2 separate regions of the Zea mays genome follow, and region 2 is linked to region 1. Evidence: chromatin contacts called from public Hi-C data. All regions are on one chromosome and are shown on one strand. Each heading gives the region's core, a stretch centred on a gene start, on an enhancer-like site or on the middle of the called end of the contact. The rest is flanking DNA. Distances are from core to core; before and after follow the strand shown. Region 1 holds the start of LOC100502393. Region 2 holds the start of LOC100194197.

Region 1 (2,700 bases), core at 118-2,617:
TGGCGTGGCGTGGCGAGGCAGGCAGGCAGGCGGCGAGCAGGCGTGGTGTGGTTGTGTTAAGTTTTAGCACTCATTAACCGCGGGAGTCCGTTCAGTTGTCTGTCTCTTCGTCAGCTGCATGCGAGACCCTTATCCTTCAGCTGCCCGTCCCTTGGCGTGCAGCATGCGACCTTTCTCCTTCAGCTTCCCTCTGCGAGAGGTTAAGTAGAGGAGAACCCCTATCACTTGGTACACGAGAACAGAACCTTCAGAATCACAGTCCAGCGCAAGTGTGGGTGTTTCCATCTCGTAGCTCTGCGCGCACAGAGAGGCGAAGAGGGCAGGTGCCTCCGAAGCCTTTGCCGTTCGAGACCCTGCTCGAGGGATCGGCAATTAGGTTTTTGGGGAGCATCTTCGCGACTGCCTAACGTCCGTCGTTGTCTTCTTCACTGGTTCCTGGCGTCTTTATCTCGTATGGATGGCAAGAGAAGTTGGACAAGGATCAGGATCCTCGGAGCGCATGAGAGGGTATGATCAAATCAGTTCGTTACTGTTTTACATTCTGCATATTATATATGTCGTATGTAGCTCTGTTCTGTCATATTATAATATATTATATCTGTCTGTTTTAATTTTGCAGTCATGCTGTTTATATTGCCATCTGTTTATTTTCAATTGTTCAGTCAGTTTATATGCTTATCATATTTATATGATTTATATGATTCATATGCTTTGTGTTCTCATGATCCATATTTTTATGGATATATTCGAGATCACGATTTCTATAGTTAATTATCTTTTATATGTCATCATCATAATGTTAATTTATGGAATTAAAATGATATAGAAAATGCCTATAATTTTAACATAGATGTTTCTAATGTATTCTATCATCGTGTAAGGGCTAGTTTGGAAGCTAAAATACCGAAGGGGATTGGAGGAGAGAAAATCCTGTTCTTATTCAAAATTGAATAAGAAAGAAGGTTTTGTGTCTTCCAAACAGTCCTAAGCGTAGCTGGACCCGTGGGCACTCAACTCTACTACGCCCGGCGGCGTTACTGCGTCCACTCCTTTGCCGCGGCAAAACCCCCGGAAACCCGCACAAAACCGATGTGATACAGCAACGAAACGGCAGCCGTTTCGAAAAACCGAAGCGAAAGGTGCGGGTGCTGTACCGCGCTGAGCCTGTGCGGATCACGGGGCCACCCACCCGCGCTGTCCGTGAGTCCGTCGCTTCTCCGTTCGCGCTACTACCACTACCACTGTACCACTGCGGCTAGTAAAAAAAAGCAGCGCCTCCACCTCCACCTCCCGACTCCAAGCCAAGGCGGCCCACGGAGCCACACCGCACACCCCATCCCGCCCGGAGCAGCAAAGCATAGGTGCTCGAGCGCTCCCTCCAGAGCTCCCCGCCTGCCGCCCCGTCCTCACCCTCCTCGGTCGCCTCCCGCCGAGGCTCGGCTCCCGTCCGCAGCCACCACGTGCGACCTCCCCTCCCCTGTTCCTGAGAGTAAGATCCTCTCTCCAGTCCCGTGCTTCGGCTCCTCCGGTACCCTGAATTTCGCGGGCTCAGCGGGTCTAACGGCTACGTCGCTGCTGCTGCGCGCGCAGATCTCCGTAGGTCGGCATGGGGTGACCAGATCGGTGCTCTCCAGCTGAATTCTGCTCGCGGCTCGTCTCGGAGGCAGCGGAGATGGCGAGCGCCGGCGTGGCGGGCTGCTCAGGTTCTGTTTCCTTCACTCTGGCTGCTCCCTTCGCTTCTCTATCTGTTTTTTCCTTTTTTTTTCTTCGGTCTGCGGCGTTGCTTCGGCTGGGCCTTTGTCTGATAATAACTCCTGAGCTGATGGGTGGACTCTGAATCGATGAGAGTGTAGAGGTCCAGAGGGTCGTGGGCCTAGGGAGTTGACCCGTCGTGCGGGGAGAAGAGCAAAAGCATGGAATTCGGTACAATTTGGGACGAGCGTGCATTTTTTTCCATAGGCGGCAATGCTTTTCTTCTTAGCTTTGCCATTTGGGGTGCAGTCTGTTGACTTTTGACCGGTTCATGGGTGAATTTGCGTTTCTGCTAGTCTGCCTACTTAATGGGTTGTCTGCCTATCGTTTTTATGCGTTGCATCTATGAAATTTGAGGCGGGCAATGTATAATTGTTTAACTGTGGATCTGCAAACTGGTTTCCTTTTATAATTGGTAATCATGACGTCGTCCGTTGTAAAATTTCCATGGTTTAGTAAAAATTGTTTCTGCAACATAGATGGCCCTTAATTCTTGTAGATGTTATAGGCTTGTTGTTTTGACCGCATTGCCGACAATTTGCAATTTCTCTGTTCTGCAGTAAATTAGAAAGCAGGATCTGGGAGATTGGGCTTTGGGGAAACAAAGATGTATAGTTGTGGGTCTGTACACTTATTTTTGCCAAATTAGTAGTGCACTGCATTCCGTTGTTAAAGTTGTATGGTTTGCTCAACTATGTGAAGTACTTGGGTTGGTATTTAATTCAAACCAAAGGGGCTCAAAACTTCCCTCAAAACATGTATGGTAGCAGAGTTTTTTTTTGACGGGAAGTATTGTAGCAGAGTTGTACAATGGTTTTCATGTGAAGCAGTTCCCTAAAACAAATATGATTTTTTATTGGATCTGTGTGAATGTTGCTTCATTAGGATTATGTCATTATTACTCAATTGATTCATTATAAAAATAGACTAATTACACTGTGAAAACTT
Region 2 (2,700 bases), core at 99-2,598, 160 kb before region 1:
GCGAGAGATGGCATGCAACACGAGGGGACAGGAGGCTTTCAGAGCGGTTGGTGGGCACCGGTCCCTCGGTCAGTGACCCAGATTCTAGTACACGACCTGGCTTTGAAGTTCGCTAGGCGTGCCACCTGATCTATACCTGGTCAGGAAGATGTCAATGTGCTTCGAATCGGTTTCTTGCACAAACAGACACATGCAAACTTTGATTTGAGCTATGCTCGGCTCCTCGGGCTGTATCGGCTATAAAGAGCCAATTGTTTCTCGGGATCAGATTCGGTCTATGTATCAAAGACACACAGAGTTGATGGCATTCGAAACCATGCCCTACTCACATCAAGCTAATCGGAACATCCTGCGCGTAGTCGGGCCTAGCAAGCGTGACAAATGATAGAATGCTAGCCAGATCAGAGGCCTAAAAACCAGCGAGAGCCGATCCCCGGAAAGATCCCTATTCAAGCAAACGTAGGGCATCCAACACATCACCGGAATGTCCGACCCATATGTAGGGCCTAATTATGTAGATACTAAGCATATCCTTAGTGGACAAGGACTAACCGTAACCGATTAGATCTACTAGATGGAACGGAGCAAGGTGCCGCCCTCACGCTCGAGAATGTGCACTAGGACGACTAGATGCTTACGGTCGGCAAACGACGTGCGTGTATGGTGAAAATGTCGCTGCTACTCCATAGAGTCTATGATAACTAGTGCTTCTCGCCATAAAAACGCTTTAGTACAAAAAACACAAAGATAGATGAATAAGAACGACATCACCTTGATTGCGAGATGTAGTCAGGGTGGCATGTCACTTACCCATGGAAAACCCTAAAAACAGGGGCAACGATGCGCCAAAAGCTTGTGGTTGCAAACATGTGAAGATTCACGATCACACTAATGAGTGAACAAGGGTATATATTTATAGTCCAAAGACTTGTGACCTCCACTAACCCTAATGCATCTAGGTTGGACTCTATCTTTCCATCTTTAAGCTTATCGCTTAAACTAACCTACTAGATACATGGCCGATTCGGACTGGGAAATACATGTGCAGGGGCCGATTCTTAAACTTTCCTTAATTGCCCCTTGAAGCCCATTTCAGTCACGACCCACTTCCAATCCGGTTAAATTATGACGAAAATAAGTCTATAATACAAAATAATATTTTAGATTATCTTATGAGTGCACTGTTAAATTCGGTCTTACAATCTATTTATATAATCTTATTTTACCAGTTGTCCGAATATAGTAAATAGACATAGAAAAGCCATGGCCACTCCAAATTCCTAAATGAACAGTCGCTCGCTTTTCTCGACACGCTGGGCTGCTACGTGTCCCGCCAGTACTGGGTCCCACGTGCCCGCCTCCTTTCATCCTCGGCAGTCGGCACTCCCGAGTCCCCCACACCGCCGTGTTCCCCTCTCTTGTCAGTTGTCCCTTCCCCCACTTCCCTTTCCTTCCCGAAGAGACGGGCGCAGACGGCAGAGCCACCATGGCCATGGAGGACGCCGCCTCGGAGAGCAGCGACTGGGAGGTGCTCTCTGCCACCTCCGCCTGCGGGGGCGGCGACGACGATGAGGTATTAATCGTCTCTGGCGGGGGCGGCGACGTCGTCCTCGACCACTTCGCTCTCACCCCCGACACCGCAGCCGCCTGGCCTGGCGACGGCGAGGGCTCGTGGTCGGACGACCGGGGCGCCTGGCAAGGATTAGAATTATTGGATGGGTTCGATCCGATTCCGGAAGCAAGTTTCAATCTTGCAGCTGGTGTTTGGAACCAGCCGCTGCTGATAAGCGGCGTGGATGACGCCCGCGAAGGGGCGCGCAGTGCGACCCGCAGCGCAGATGGAAATCAAGAGGAGGTGGTAGCCGCTGAGATTCAGCAGGAGAGTAATTCTGTGTTTAGCCGCGGTGAATTGCGCCCGGTGCTGCAGCCGGCGTATCATGGCGTGGGAGAAACTCTGGATTCTGATGCAGCTACACGTACAGGTGCCTCGCTCCAGGGTGAGGTATCGGAGAGTTCCCTTGTGCGATTGGATGGAGGAATTGGTACTGGTGTAGAAAGATCGTGCCTTGAAGATGCTGTGTCAAGTGATGAGATCCATGGTGAACAAGAAGAGCAGGAACAAGGGAGCAAGGTTAATGCTGCCACTGGTTGCGATGAACCAGATGGAGAGGTCAAGGATGGTGCTCTGCCTCTGGCTCACACGGCAGGTACTGAAGAGGGGGAGAAGCAATTTGTTGTCTGGTGGAAGCTGCCGTTCAAGCTGCTGCACTACTGTGCTTGGAAGGTGAAGCCGGTATGGTCCTTCTCCATCGCCGCAGCACTTCTTGGCCTGGTCGTGCTGGGGAGGAGGATGTACAGAATGAAGCGCAAGGCAAGGGGCTTGCCCCAGATTAAGATTGCGTTTGATGATAAGGTAAGTTCTTCGCCACTGTTGAACACATCTGTTGCTATATTAGAATATGTATGTACCTGATTCTGGTTGTAGTCCAAGACAGCATATAAGTAGCTTATATGACTGATACGAAGACTAGAAGACTATTGATCCATGAAATAGTTTATTTGGTGGAGATAATTTGTTATGAGAATTGATGGATGGATTATGATTAATACCGAACCATTAACTTGAAACATCACAGCTAATGAATATAATATTCATGTACAAGTATCAAGGAAAACAAGATAATTGTGATTCATAATTTA

The links. A called contact is a pair of places that touch in the nucleus more often than the background predicts.
Region 2: a contact with region 1 is called in a Hi-C map of leaf, with 7 times the contacts expected there. The contact joins the promoter of LOC100194197 here to the promoter of LOC100502393 in region 1. A contact is called at or near these places in 6 of 25 Hi-C or Micro-C datasets (ear, leaf and tassel).

What each region holds. Positions count from the first base shown.
Region 1 is chr4:123,535,182-123,537,881 of Zm-B73-REFERENCE-NAM-5.0, reverse strand. LOC100502393 reads left to right here and starts at 1,367. Exons shown (of 15, transcript NM_001367000.1): 1 at 1,367-1,489; 2 at 1,591-1,703. The coding sequence starts at 1,673.
Region 2 is chr4:123,694,088-123,696,787 of Zm-B73-REFERENCE-NAM-5.0, reverse strand. It overlaps LOC100194197, which reads left to right and starts at 1,348. Exons shown (of 2, transcript NM_001139242.1): 1 at 1,348-2,413. The coding sequence starts at 1,487.